Linked DNA regions of Mus musculus: regions 1, 2, 3 and 4 are each linked to region 5. Evidence: chromatin contacts called from public Hi-C, Micro-C and targeted proximity ligation data. All regions are on one chromosome and are shown on one strand. The core of a region is the stretch at or near the end of the contact, and the rest is flanking DNA. Distances in the headings are between cores, read along the strand shown.

Region 1 (2,700 bases), core at 154-2,653, 520 kb after region 5:
GTTGGCCAGAAACAATCTTCTTCTGTTCCATTGCACCATGGTCAGACCTTGGCCCCACTGTTTGCCATTGGTCTCACCTTGGCTGCCTCTTCTCTTTCTTCCTTCCCCACCCTCACACTTTTTTCGAATGGCCTGAAGGCCTGTATTCTTTTAGAACAGTGGCACTGTGGGTCCCAAAGGAAGAAGAAGAAAGGTGTTTGAAATTGCTGCCTGCTGAGAAATTCATTGGTGTCGGACATCAGAGCACCATCCTAGTAGGGGAGAAGCTTGAGCCATTCAGTTTTATTCTGTGACATCCTATTGTTTGCTCTGAATGGCTCTCACCTTACAGCAAGTGACAGATGCTGATTCTGGAGCCACTGAGAGTGACCATGGCCTGGGAACACAGATTTATGGTACCCCCAATTCTATGTTCCAAAGTGGAAACAGATTTATGAAATTTTATAGAACAAAGAAGGTCATAAATCACGGTAGGTTTAAAATACATTAGTGGGCACATCAGAAAAGTAGTTACAGCAAGACAGAGGGACGCTTTCTATAGGCCCAAGATGTTATCTGATGGCATCCGCAGATCTGAGTTATTGGGAGCAATGGTCTGCTAAGTTATTAGATTCCCAAAGTTTTCTATTAGTTACCCGATGTTAGTTCAGACACATAAGTGGGCAAGGAATGGCTGTTCCAGAGGGCTTAAACTAGCCCAAAATAAGCTAGCCTCTGGACCTGCAGCATTCTAATCTCTCCACAGTACTGAGATTCTAATCAGTCAATCAGTGTCCAAAAGACACAGCTTCTTTTCGGGAATTCTTGTTCACCTAGAGAAGGCTGACCCTCGCTGATCAGCAACTAGAGACAGAGGTGTAGTCAACCAAATTAAGTGGGGCTCAGCCAAGGTAAACAGAGTCAGTATGGGGGGGGGGGGGGGAACGACGATGGACTGAAACAGTAACCACAAAGGCCTAGATTCTTGGCCAGACAGCAGGCAGCAGTGAGCTTTCCATATTTTACAGGCATCCTAGACCATACCCTTTAGAACCTTAGCAACCAGGGGCCATTGGAGTGGTAGCTCAGAGGTTAAGGACACTGGCTGATTTTGTAGAGCACCTGGGTTTGGGGGTTTGGACCTCAGACACCCTGTGGCAGCTCACAAGCACCTGTTAACTCCAGTTCCAGGGAATCTGATGCCCTCTTCTGATCTCCACACCCATGGAGTACACGTGTGATACATATACCTACATACAGCATACATAAATAAATCTATAAAGCTTCAGTACTATCCAACAGTGTCTCTCCCATGTCTTCTCAAACAAAACACTTCCCTTAAAAAACGGTGGTATAGGAGGCATCAAGACATCCAGAGAAAGCCCCATTGTAGCTACAGGGAGAGAGGAAAGGGCGTGTCGCATGCAAAAAGGGCATTACAGGGTTAACACAGCAAAGCTTGCACAAAGGATGAAGGAGGAGAGAGAGAGAGAGAGAGAGAGAGAGAGAGAGAGAGAGAGAGAGAGAGAGAGAGAAGAAAGAGAGAGAGAGAGAAGAAAGAGAGAGAGAGAGAAGAAAGAGAGAGAGAGAGAGAGAAGAAAGAGAAATCGGTTGCCCCGGAGTGGAGGAGGGGAAACCTTCCACGCGGTCTTCTAGCATCAGGAGGTGCATTTCCATTTCAGAGCAAACTCAGCTACAAATGGGGTAGCTAGGAGCATGTCCCTACTTAGGAAGCAGATAAAACATCCTCCCAATGCCTTTGATGAATATTCGAGCACGTTTGAAACGTGCACAGCCTGGGAACCCCAAGCAGAGCTTGGTTGATTCTTGGTTGGAGAGAAATCCCTGCCTGGATAAACCCAGGCCTGAAACGGGCCACGGAGGCGGTGGGAGGCAAAACATGGACTGGATTTAAGAAGAGAAGCGCTGCAGCAGGGCTCTGCAACCAGGAGCCTCTGGAGGAGGCAGAGGCTCTTCGCCAAAAGGAACATTATTTGAGTACCTCCCAGCCCCAGGGCTAGTCACTGGTGGGAACCTGGGAGGGGCCGAACATGCTGTTCAGAATAATTTAGGAGGCAGAATATTCTTCCTGCTTGGTAGTGTGAAATCACTTATTTATGGCTCCCATTCAGACCCGGGTTTGTAGATAATCCCTCTTTCTAAGCAGTCGAACTCATGAATGTTTATCTTGCAAATCAAGCTGACACTAACAGCTTTTGTCCACTCGGGCATACATCAAGGCCTACCTTCTCCCTAGCACGTTTCTCCCTCATCAGCATGCTTGTCTCAGCCTCTTGGATCCCTAAAAGGCTTGCTCCGCCCCAAACTGACCTGGGGTCTCCAGCAACAATCAAGGGGCTTGTCTGCCAAGTGCTTGGGCCAACTTGGAACCTTGAGCTCCAGGCCCCCATAGAAACAGCAGTGACAAATGGACCGCCCTCCCTACCCCCGCCCCTCTGTGCTCCCACCCTTCAACCCCCAACCCGGGACAGAAGGAGGTAACCCATTGAAGGGCCTCCTAGGAGCTGGAGACCTTCACCCTGGATTTAGATTTCTACCCTTAAACATAAATGGCAAACTAAGTCAGAACAAAACCCAGGCCCTGGAAAAAGGAAGCCATAAAACAATCCCATTTATATGATGGGAGGACCAAAGACAAAAGACATACCGCCAGCCAGGATGCATAGATCCGAAATAATGAGATCAGATAGGAGACTGTGG
Region 2 (2,700 bases), core at 75-2,574, 550 kb after region 5:
CTATTGCTGTGAAAGAGATACCATGATCATGGCAACTCTTATAAGGAAAGCATTTAACTGGGGATGGCTTACAATTCAGAGGTTTGGTCCATTATTGTCATGGCAGGAAGCATGGTAGCACGCAGGTAGACATGGTGCTGGAGAGGTAGCTGAGAATTCAACATGAAAATTGACAGAAGGAAGGGCAGAAGGAAGAGAGTGACATTGGGCTGGGATTGAGCTTCTGAAACCTCAAAGCCCACCCTCAGTGACACACTTCCTCTAACAAAGCCATACCTCCTAATAGAGCTATTCCCTATGGGCCATTTGTATTCAAACCACCACAAGCTGCGATGTAGATGTAACCACTGGGGTTAAGTTCTACACGATCTGTTTATCTTTGCACTGTGTCCGGTGAGAGATCACTTTCCATGGTCCTTAAACCTATATTTGCTGTAATGAGAGGCTTCTTTGACGAGGGGGTAGTAGTTATATGTGCTGCTTTCTAAAAGGTTGGAGGGAGGAGAGGCAAAACCACTGGAAGTTCTTGGTATGTGACTTAGGTGTTGGGTTTTTTTTTTTTTTTAATCTGAAAAAATATGGTTGATAATCTATAATGTGAACACTTGGTGTAGAATGAAACTGGATAATGATTTAGAGATTTGTGTCAAAGTGGTGGACAGGAGCTCATATTTCTAGTCCCCAAACCTTGGAGCCAAGTGTCTTTGGGGGGGTGTGTATCCTTGGTATTTTGGGAAGTGAAGAGAGTGAAGACAAAGGTGTTTCCACTCCTAGGAATCCATTCCTTATCTTGAGAGTTGGGGCAGATCCAGATAGATTGGCACATCTACGAATCTGAAGAATGTGGATGCCTGGCTGTGGTGGTGGTCTGTGTATGAAGCTGGGGGTCTCCTTGGTCTACTGGTCCCCAGTGCATGATGCTGACTAGCCAGCTTGTTCTCTAGAGAGATCATTCTATATGGACTTTAAGTCTGTATGGTCCAGTTAGATAATGATAAGAGGCTTTAATCACTACGAAGTTTTTTTGCCTTGGCAAAAAAAAAAAAAAAAAACCATGGACTTTATGACTGTTCCTTCCCTGAAAATATGGTTATGTTGTTTCCAAAGACAGTTTTCTGAAGGAAGGGGTTTATGAAGGGAAAACTCCCAAACTTGCTGGCGTTCTCATAGTGATACTATCAGCCGTCCATGTCAGCGATCCTGGAGAGTGGTTTGCCTGCCTCCCACTCTTGCTATTTGCAGTGTGTCTTATGGAAGAGCATGGGAGGGCTAAGCTAGAACTGACCTATGTAATGAAGAACCCAAACAGAGCTCCAGAATGGTTAAGCTTCCCTTAGTGAAGTTAAATCATCACTAGGACTTGAGCCATCTGCAGAAAGATGAGCTGTCTGCTCTGAGGCGTCGGTGCCTTCCATCATAAAAATTACAGACTGTTAGAGCTAAAAGGAAACCTAGAGCTTTCGTCAACCCAGCCCGTTCACATGACACATGGAAAAACTCAGGACCAAATACATGGTGAGTTTCCAGTGGTCACTAGAAAGTGAAAGCATTAGAACTTGAACTGATAACTTGTGACTCCCATGCACAAAATTGTTGTTTCATTAGCTTGATGTGCTAAGCATTGTAGGACGAAGATAGACGATGGCTTCATCCATATTTACAAGCACACAGAGGGGCTGAGCTAGGGAAGGTGGGGAGGAAGTAGGGGAGAGGTCCGTGGAGGCTCCTTTACAGTCCAGGAGAGATATTTTGATCATCCTTATCATCCGGCAAACCTCTCTGAGGGTAGGGTGTCCTGGGAGGAAGAGAAGATTCTGTGGCTCGGGAATACTTGTAATAGGCTTGAAGTCCCTTTAGAGACCACCAAAGTATGTACATATGTGAGTACAGAATGTGAAAGAGTGTGTGTGTGTGTTGCATACTTTTGTGTGTGTGTGTGTGTGTGTGTGTGTGTGTGCGCGCGCGCACGCATGTGTGTGGAGTAGATAGAGAGGGAGCAATTTATCTTCGTTACTCCAGTGGCCTCAGTACCAGGCACACTTGTTTACTTCCACATTAATATACACTACAGTGTTAGAAGAAGATGTGCTGGGATCTGGGGAGAAACATTCTGTTCTGGTTCTTGTGTGCAGATGAGATGTGATCTGTCTGTTTCCTAACTGTCAGGCTGGTCTCTTCCTTCTGCTCTAAAACTTTCCCTGTCACAATAAATTGTAGCTCCTCTGGGGCTATAAGCTAAGATAAACCACCTTATCATCTCAGTTGCCCATGGTCCTGATATTTTTGTCACAGTATCAGAAGAATACTGGGCTAAGTTCTCTTTGGCATCTCAAGGAGAAAGGAAGTCCTGTGTGGAGAGAGACAATGGGAACACGACACAAGTGAGGAACTGAAGCAATGTGACTCAAACTGGGCCTTAGTGACTAAGAGACACAATAGATCAGAAAAAGCAGTGGACATGAGCAGGGCACATGTCACAGGCCTGCTGTCCACTTTGAGGGTTTTGGAGTTAGCCCTGAAAATCATGGCTAGCTACTTCAATGCTTTTAGTGGGAAGTGCAGTGGCCATCCTTGCTTTCAAAATGCTCGCTCTCACTTCTGTCTGGGAGATGAATCAGGGTCGGGTGTCAGGAATAGGGGAGAGCTACAAAGATGCTAGTGGAGTATAGATTAGGGTATTGGTAGCTGAGAGGTAAAGTG
Region 3 (2,700 bases), core at 180-2,679, 650 kb after region 5:
AGTGTAGCCAAACAATCTGAACCGTGTAAAAGAACAGACCAAAAGCATTGTTTACCCTCTGTATATACTAGATGCATATACCCGGATCATCCCCAAGGAGAAATAAGTCATTAATTATTCATCATTTACCTTCTCCCTCCTCTTCTGATTCTACAGTACCAAAACACATATTCAATAAAATGATTTCTTTCCCTTAAAAGCTAAAACTGATAAAATGTGAAGGAAATATTTGCTTCTTGAACCCAAATGTGACTTAGAAATTAGGCGTCGAGGCTCCTGAAACTATGCTTCAACACTTCTGGAAATCACTCCGTCTGTACGACAGGGTAAGCCTGGAGCTCGGTAGCATCCTATTGGTAGATAAATGTGGCCACCCTGCTCTCCCATGTGCTATACTTAGCTTGTGATGCTTGGCTTAATCCAGCCATCTAATGCGTGGCTCAGAAACAGGATCTACCCATGGAGGCTTGGCAATGAGCAAGAGGGTGCTTCTTTAAGGCAGGACCTAGACAGAGGTTGCATGAGGCAACCTCTTAATAGCTAGCAGATAACTAGTAGGAAAGCAATCTCCCCGAGACCTACTCTGTGACAGCCTGTTGCTACTTCAAGCTCTAAGCTAGACCAAATTCCGGATTCCTAGATCAGAGTTTGCAAAATGACCACAGTAGGTTGTTTTGTAACTGGAGAGTAGGACAACCATAGAATAAGTATTTTCTTTAATTTTAATAACAATAACCCATATACATATAATTTTTTTAAAAAGGGTAGATTCAATTAAATATGATAAGCTACAAGTCCTAGTGATCTTAGAGATCCTACTTACCCAATACTTCTCTATAACATCTTAAACTAGCTTTGGACAAAAAAGACTAACTTTTCTATTTAATTACTACCTGGATGTATCCATCTTAAGGCCTTAGTATAAATCATAACATTTATTACTATTTTTCACCTTCACAGCAAATATGGCCTCTAAAAGCCCATTATTTATATATTGGTCCAAGATAAATATCTGAAGCATGTTGCTATCAAATAAACCTTTTAGGTAAAACCCACAGGTTATCAGTATTGACGGTGAATTAATTATTTGATGTCTTGGTTTTAGAAGGGGAAGGCAATGGCACTGTTTAAAAGAAAGATTATTATTTTAAAGGAGCTATTTGTTTACAGTATCTATACATTGAAGTAATAAGTCTCTATTACTGTGAGGCACAGGACTAATTCTGAGTAATGGACGAAGACTTTTGATACATGCGATCCAGAGCGCCTAGGCAGCTCGCATTCCATTCTTGCTTGCCGCTAAACTCTTTAATCACAGTAGCTGGCATGGATTCAAATTCATTTTCCTGCCCCCTGGTGGAAGTGCTAATGAACAGCCCAGTGGCCAAAGGTATACAAATTAAACCCAACAGAAAACAGCAGAGCTGGTTCAGTCTCCCTAACAGATGCTAACACGTAAGAAACAGGCCTGAGAACTCACAAACTTCAGGTTCTTACACAAGTACATTCATTCCTGCACCAGTCTGGGCTATGTCAATTCATTCCTGAGTCAGTCTGGGCTGTGACAAGCCTGTTCTAGGGTCGTAGACCTAGTTAAAGGGAGACGGGACCTTGAACAAAATTTCCAGGTTTGTCTGAGATTTTTCAAATCCTACAAAAGCTCAGCCTCAAAGAAGAATGGAGCAGCACTAAATTTCTCCCCGATTTCAGGGCGCTGCCAGGGAAGGCCGATTTCTGAGTGTAACCTAATTTGGGAGTATCTGAGGCCATTGTAGTGTTGAGTGAGTGCCAGGAAAGGCCAGGAAAGCCTTTCTGCCTCAGGGTTCCCTAGTCTCCTACCCCTTGGTAAGTGCCTCAAAGATAGATGTTGCTTTCTGATGTGTATCCCCAACCCCCCTATTTAAAAGTCTAATCTATAATTGTAGGGAGTAACAGCAGAACCCCACATTAATGCAGAACCCACATTAATGCCCTGTCTCCCTAAAATGGCCTCACCTGGGTAGCAAAGTAATACATTTCCTAAAGCTGGGAGCCACTGCTATGGCTGCCTGCTTTTCTGCCTGGGAAAGAGGTAATGGTCTTTCATTGTGAATCATTATGTGTGGGCATAATCTGCGTTCTCTAGACAAAGGCCACAAGCAAATAATCCCCCTCCCCCCATGAAAATGACATAAGCGTCCACACAGCCTTGGTTCTATTCTCTCACCCTCCCTAAGCTTAAAAGGCAGAGATTACAAACCCATCGGGTCATATTTGGCTTAGCTGTGTTCTCTTTGGCCTGCAGTGTTATGGAATAATATTAATAAAGGTCCTGAATGTAGTTGCAAACCTTAATGCTGAGAGTTCGCCAAAAAGGGTCGATTCCTAGCATCTCTTCAAAAGTTGTAATTTCTGCTTAAAAGGGTCTCACATCTCCACCTTGCAGCCCCAGCACCGGCAACCACATCTTTACTATGCCTCTCCTTTCCAGGTGCTTTGCTTACACAAGGGTGGGGGGGTTCCAGGACCCCATGGCTTTCTAACAGGTGCCTGTGATCAGGGTTCTTCAGTGCTACTACACCCCAGCCATAGTGCATACATATCCCGTCCCTCACGGTCACGCTAAATGCCTGACACGAAAGTCAGAATGGCTGAATGCTTTGGAGGAAGCCTTACCCCTTATTCATCTGGATCTGTCTTGTCATCTGGACAAACCCTGAA
Region 4 (2,700 bases), core at 35-2,534, 610 kb after region 5:
AGCATGCAGCGGTACGAGGTTCAGCACATGATCTCTCCAGAAAGTACCTAAAAACACAGGGAGAGTCAGAGTCTTAAGAGGGAGCTTTTTAAGGAGAACTCAATAAGCAAAGAAAGCAAGCAAGCCAGGAAGAGGAAGAGCCACTCGATACCTGGGTGCTGAAATATTTAAATAGCCCTTGCCTACAGTACAACTAGAGACATGCTCACTAGTCAGTTCCGGTGAAACTGCATTTTCTGTTTCTGGAATGAAAACCATGGAAACCGGCATCGGCAAGGACACTCTCTTCAGAGGTCCCTTCACCTGCTGGATGAACTGTAAACAGTCTCAAAGTTGGACTATTAATCATTAAACTATTTAAAGAATCTGGGGTTATATTAATTGCTTAGGACAACAATTCCACAGGCTGGGGGGTTGGGGGTGGGGAGCAGGAATTATTCCACTGTGTGCACTGGGAAACTGAGGGTCAGGCAGGTAAGTGAACACCAGATTCAAATGTAAGCCGCTGAGGCTAGACTAGGAAGAGCTTGTGCCCTGAGCCCCTAGGCTCTGCCTCCCCAGGCACACTTGGGAATGGGCTCTGAGGGCGTCTGTTGTGGTTTTGTTCACCAGGTTGATACAAATGCAGCCAGTAGGCGATGTACACAAGCCACCTGAAGTCGGTCAACAGCCAGCAACTCATACTCCATATTGGTGGTAGGGAAGGCAACAGCTGAGACCACCTGTGAGGTGTCAGGTAAAGAGAGCAGCCATTTCCGCCCTCCTGTGGAGCTCCCGCTGGGGGAAACTCAGGCAGAAACCTGCCAGATTTTTAAGTTTTTCTAAAGGGGGGGAGTCAAGAAATAGAAACATCTCTCTCTCTCTCTCTCTCTCTCTCTCTCTCTCTCTCTCACACACACACACACACACACACACACACACACAAATACTGTAAAGCCAAATAAAACAATCTACTGGTAACATGAGACCCACGAGATGCTGACCCTTCCGCTGATTAAGGAAGCTGAAATGACAGCCACTATTCAAAGACACCCCCTCCCGCCTTTTAAGTCCCCACAGGCTCACTCAGCCCCACTCCGGTGTTCCAGCAAACCCAGATTGAATCAGCAAGCGATGGATGTGATCATCAAAGGCCTGCCAAAGACCAGGGCACACCTGGTCAGAGAAACAGATGGTGTGCTCTCCTGACACAAAGGCAAAACCAAAAAAGTCAGAGGTAGAGCAGAGTCAATTTCCTCGCACCAGAGGCTGATGTGGGGTGTAATGATTCAGCTTCCCCCTGTGGGAAGGCAACAGGTGGAGGAGGAAGTCGGGGTGACTAGAAACTGCAGTTACTAACTCTTGGTTTGAAAAAAAAAAATTCTCACGCTTACTCCAGACCAAGAGTGGACTTGGGGTTTGGGTTGAGTTTGCCCTCTGTGGAGTGTCACTGAGAGGCCAATCCACACTCAGGAGGAGGAGGTGGGGTGCCTTTGGTGGCCACTTGACAGTATTTAAAAGAAGTGTGCTTGCTTGCTTGCTTCCTTTCTTTCTTTCTTTCTTTCTTTCTTTCTTTCTTTCTTTCTTTCTTTCTTTCTTTCAAAAAGAAAATAACGAAGCTAGTGAGGACTGGAGTTACAAGTCTTGATGAGTCAGGAGACACAAGAAATTCTGACCGCTCAATGAACCTTTCTCCTCCTGTCCCCTTTACTGGTTTGGAAAATATCACACGAGCTAGAAAGGCTTAAGAGAGAAATTCCTGGTGGAAAGTTTCTACTTTTCCTGCCACTTAATCTTTCGAACAATTCCTCCCTGCCTGCCATGTAATACGTCAAAGCTAGGAGGAAAAACCCAAGTCGCAAGCAATGTAGCTGCCCACTTTCAGTTAGTTCAGCGTCGGACAGGACAACAGGAGTTCCCGGGGCTAAGGCACCGTCTCTAACAGCTGGTCTCTATGACCACGCAACTCTGACAGCTGACCTCTATGATCACGCAACTCAGACAGCAGAAATATCTGTTTCCTATCTGCTTTCCATGGAAACAAGAGATGGCTTCCAAAGCAAAATAACATTGCATCAAATGCAAACCGCATTGCATCAAGGGGAAATCAAAGCAGGAAACCCCAAGTCAACCATCTCCAATGCAATCAGACTAGCTAAGCAGTAGAGCATTGACTGAGAAACTCAAGCGTCTTGGCCTCAGTTTCCAAATACTCATCCGTTTATTTAAAGCGATCTTGTCTGTGTGCAGCACCGCCTCCTTATTGGTCACACCGAAAAAGCCCACGAGAAAGGGGGTGAATTTGCTGAAATATCACGCTGAATACATATAGCGGTGATGTAAGAGAGACCACAGCTGATAGAAAGGCTCAACACTCCCAAGTATTAGGAGGAGGGAAGCCCGACAATTTTGTGGAGGGATCTGGTTTTGAACAGGGTCCTGCACATAAAAGATTTAGCTTAAATATGACTGCAGTTCCTTCCTTCTGACAAGTCAACCTCTAATAGTAATAATAATAATAAACAATAATAAATAATTTCATCCCATCGTCCCAACACCTCTCTCCTCAGAGCTCCTGAAGAATCCTTTTCTGGAATAGGCGTCTTTAAAAAGTCATCGAATCTCACTTCCCACCATCTTAGACAACACACCGGGAACCGTCATACAAAATAACAATCACAATCACGGCCGTTTCACAACCTAGGAGGCAGCTTGTACCTT
Region 5 (2,700 bases), core at 181-2,680:
CTCCCCAGCCAGGGGACCCAAGGAGATCTTTTTAGTGGTTCCTCATCTGATCTTTAATCCTACTTTAAACTTCATTGCTTAGACTCCAAGCCACACACACCCTGTATCCTTCTGCCCTCGGAGACTCATTGTGTGTGGTAGCCGCTACCTGAAAACACGAAGCTTATACTCTTTTTTCAGACAATGCCACTCCTACAACATTAACTCAAATAGCTGTCATGTTCTCTCTCTCTCTCTCTCTCTCTCTCTCTCTCTCTCTCTCTCTCTCTCCCTTTTCAGCCCACACTCACTTTCCCAACTTCCAAATTAAAAAAATAAAATTAAATAAAAATAAAAACAAAACACCTTGCTGGAGTCTTCTCATAATTCTCAATTTTGACTCTGAAATAGCAAAATTAAAACTTACCTACTCTACGAGATTCAAATATACTAAAAATCAAGAAAAGCATTCTAAAAATATCTTTTTTAAAAATCTTATCTAAGGCAGAAATGGTAGTAAAGAGAAGCTAAATTAAAAAAAAATAAATTATCCTATCTTATATAAACAAGTACACACAAAGTAACCCTGGCAGTTGGTGCCCTGCCCAGCAGTTTGAGAAATGAGACAAAAAGAAAACCTTCAGAGGCTTTTCAGCTTTCAGAGCAATCCCTGCTCCAGGGGGACGTGACCTTGGCTGTGTCAGGAAAGTTCCTGGGCTGGCAGCTTTGTAAACTGTGAGTCATAATCCTGTCACCAAACAGAGAGGGTCAATCTTTCAGAGAGGGGGGATGGGGCTGGAGTACCAGGTTCCCAGGGCCCAGTCAGTTACCCAGTATGGCAGTTTACTGATTGGTGTTAAGGTTCAGTCTCTAGTTAAAGAATCACAGTACGTCTGCTGAGTACCGGATGCTGTGGCGATAGCAGTGAACAAGACAAACGGGGTCTCGCCCCTGCATGCTTAACATCTGTTCGTCTTCTCCCTGTAGGGAAACTGCACACGAAGTCAATTTATGATCAGAAAGTTGTGTCGGGACCCTGAAACCAAAAGCAAAATTAAAATGGTGATGCTCTGTGCAGCACTTCGTGAAGTATGCCTGCCCAAGTGCGGGTCCGTGGGGCTAGTCATCTTCTCCTGAACAAATGCTGGAGATGGAAATTAACTTGGGGGTGTTCAGGTTGTTTTTCTTTTTATCCCTTGTATGATACTGGCGCTTGAACAAAGATCTCCTACACCCTGGGCAAATCCTCTGCCGATGAGCTACATCTTTAATCTCTCTCTCTCTCTCTCTCTCTCTCTCTCTCTCTCTCTCTCTCTCTCTCTCTCTCTCTCTCTCACACACACACACACACACACACACACACACACACACACACACCAGGTATGTATGGAGGGGCATGCTTAGAATATTAGCATTCAGGAGGTAGAGGAAGGCAGATCTGACATCAAGGTCCAAACGGTCTAGAAAGTGAGTCAGAGCAGCCAGAGCTGAACAGCGAGGCGCTGTCTCAACAAAACAAAGCAAAGAATAAAACAAATTGAAATGAAACAAAGTTGGTTAGAAGACTGTAAACAATAACCATGAATACTTGCCCCATTCTGATTTCCCGTGGTTAACATCTTATCCCAAATATTTCCAGGTATTTTTCTCTTTTAAAGAAAAATCCTTTTTGTTGTTTTAGTGAAAAAAAATAATGGTTTTTATGGAGAGTGCACGTAACGAAGAGTAGCACAAAGGTCAGGGCTTAAAAATATTTACTCAGAATATGACACCCAGAAATAGTTTACAATTAATATTATTTTAACTCTTATTTATTTATTTATTCATTCATTCATTCATTCATTCATTCATTTAATATAGTCTTAGTTTGGAATACAGACTGGCTTCAAATTTGCTATGTATCCATGCTATTCTTGAATTCAAGATCCTCCTACCTCAGCCTCCCAAATGCTAAGATTACAGGCATGCACCACTACACCCAGCTTGTCCAAACACTTCCTTATAAACACATTCTATTTGAAGCAAGGTAGATTGAATGGCAGTGATTTTGTGTTTTTTTTTTTTAAAAGCATCCTGTTCTATGGGATTGTTTTAGAAGAAAAATAGAAATACAGAAAAAAGGAACAATTGAACTTCAGAATATTATTTTTTTAATCTACAAGAGAAAGATTATTTATGCTTAAAAAGGTAATTGTGAGAAACATTGGCACCGGAGCTTATAAAAGCATTTTGTTAGCATATCTTATGACTTCATTATGACATTTTCACACACATCACACACACAGTGTATTTCTATCACATCCACCATCTTCCCCCTCTCCTACTCCCTCTCACCCCCCTCCTTCAGCGGATTTTATAAGTCGATGTCAGTCGCCTTTATCTTACAGGAATATGGCATTTCAATACGCATTTGTCTTTCTCCTTCTCCAGATCTCTGGTTTTGTTATGCTAGCTTCTGTATGTCTGTGTGTTTACACACGCAGATGCACATACATGTGTTGACTATCACTGTATATTTGCTGTCACAGATTTGACCACTGCATTCTGTCTACAGCCTTCATTCCCATTTCTGTCTAGTATTAGCTTGACACTCACTGAATTTGACTTAGTACTTAGTCTTGTTTTTGTGTGTACGCTCCTGAGTTTTCTTTTGCATTCTTTGTAAATTAGCTGGCTACTGATTTCCGATTACTGGATATTGGCACTGTGCTTGCTGATTCT

The links. Hi-C and Micro-C count contacts between places; a contact is called where the count stands out from the background.
Region 1: a contact with region 5 is called in a targeted proximity ligation map of the NIH/3T3 cell line, with 5 read pairs. A contact is called at or near these places in 2 of 484 Hi-C or Micro-C datasets (granulosa cells and uterus), 2 of 130 datasets of targeted methods (the NIH/3T3 cell line and astrocytes) and 1 of 9 other capture datasets (embryonic tail).
Region 2: a Hi-C map of uterus shows a contact between it and region 5.
Region 3: a contact with region 5 is called in a Hi-C map of uterus, with 4 times the contacts expected there. A contact is called at or near these places in 2 of 484 Hi-C or Micro-C datasets (tail fibroblasts and uterus) and 3 of 130 datasets of targeted methods (astrocytes, bone marrow-derived macrophages and large pre-B cells).
Region 4: a contact with region 5 is called in a Micro-C map of granulosa cells, with 1.9 times the contacts expected there. A contact is called at or near these places in 7 of 484 Hi-C or Micro-C datasets (embryonic stem cells, granulosa cells, muscle stem cells and 1 more), 14 of 130 datasets of targeted methods (the NIH/3T3 cell line, T-cell acute lymphoblastic leukemia, craniofacial prominence and 10 more) and 1 of 9 other capture datasets (embryonic stem cells).

The regions. Positions count from the first base shown.
Region 1 is chr19:26,844,609-26,847,308 of GRCm38.p6, reverse strand. All of the region lies in intron 2 of Gm46648 (a long non-coding RNA gene), which reads right to left. Among named protein-coding and RNA genes, the nearest start is that of 4931403E22Rik, 22 kb to the right of the region's middle.
Region 2 is chr19:26,811,480-26,814,179 of GRCm38.p6, reverse strand. All of the region lies in intron 1 of 4931403E22Rik (RIKEN cDNA 4931403E22 gene), which reads left to right. Among named protein-coding and RNA genes, the nearest start is that of Gm46648, 11 kb to the left of the region's middle.
Region 3 is chr19:26,717,085-26,719,784 of GRCm38.p6, reverse strand. The region is part of intron 26 of Smarca2 (SWI/SNF related, matrix associated, actin dependent regulator of chromatin, subfamily a, member 2); the gene reads right to left. Among named protein-coding and RNA genes, the nearest start is that of Gm20616, 95 kb to the right of the region's middle.
Region 4 is chr19:26,752,160-26,754,859 of GRCm38.p6, reverse strand. The region is part of intron 28 of Smarca2 (SWI/SNF related, matrix associated, actin dependent regulator of chromatin, subfamily a, member 2); the gene reads right to left. Among named protein-coding and RNA genes, the nearest start is that of Gm46648, 70 kb to the left of the region's middle.
Region 5 is chr19:27,362,826-27,365,525 of GRCm38.p6, reverse strand. It overlaps the pseudogene Gm50113. Among named protein-coding and RNA genes, the nearest start is that of Gm35554, 19 kb to the right of the region's middle.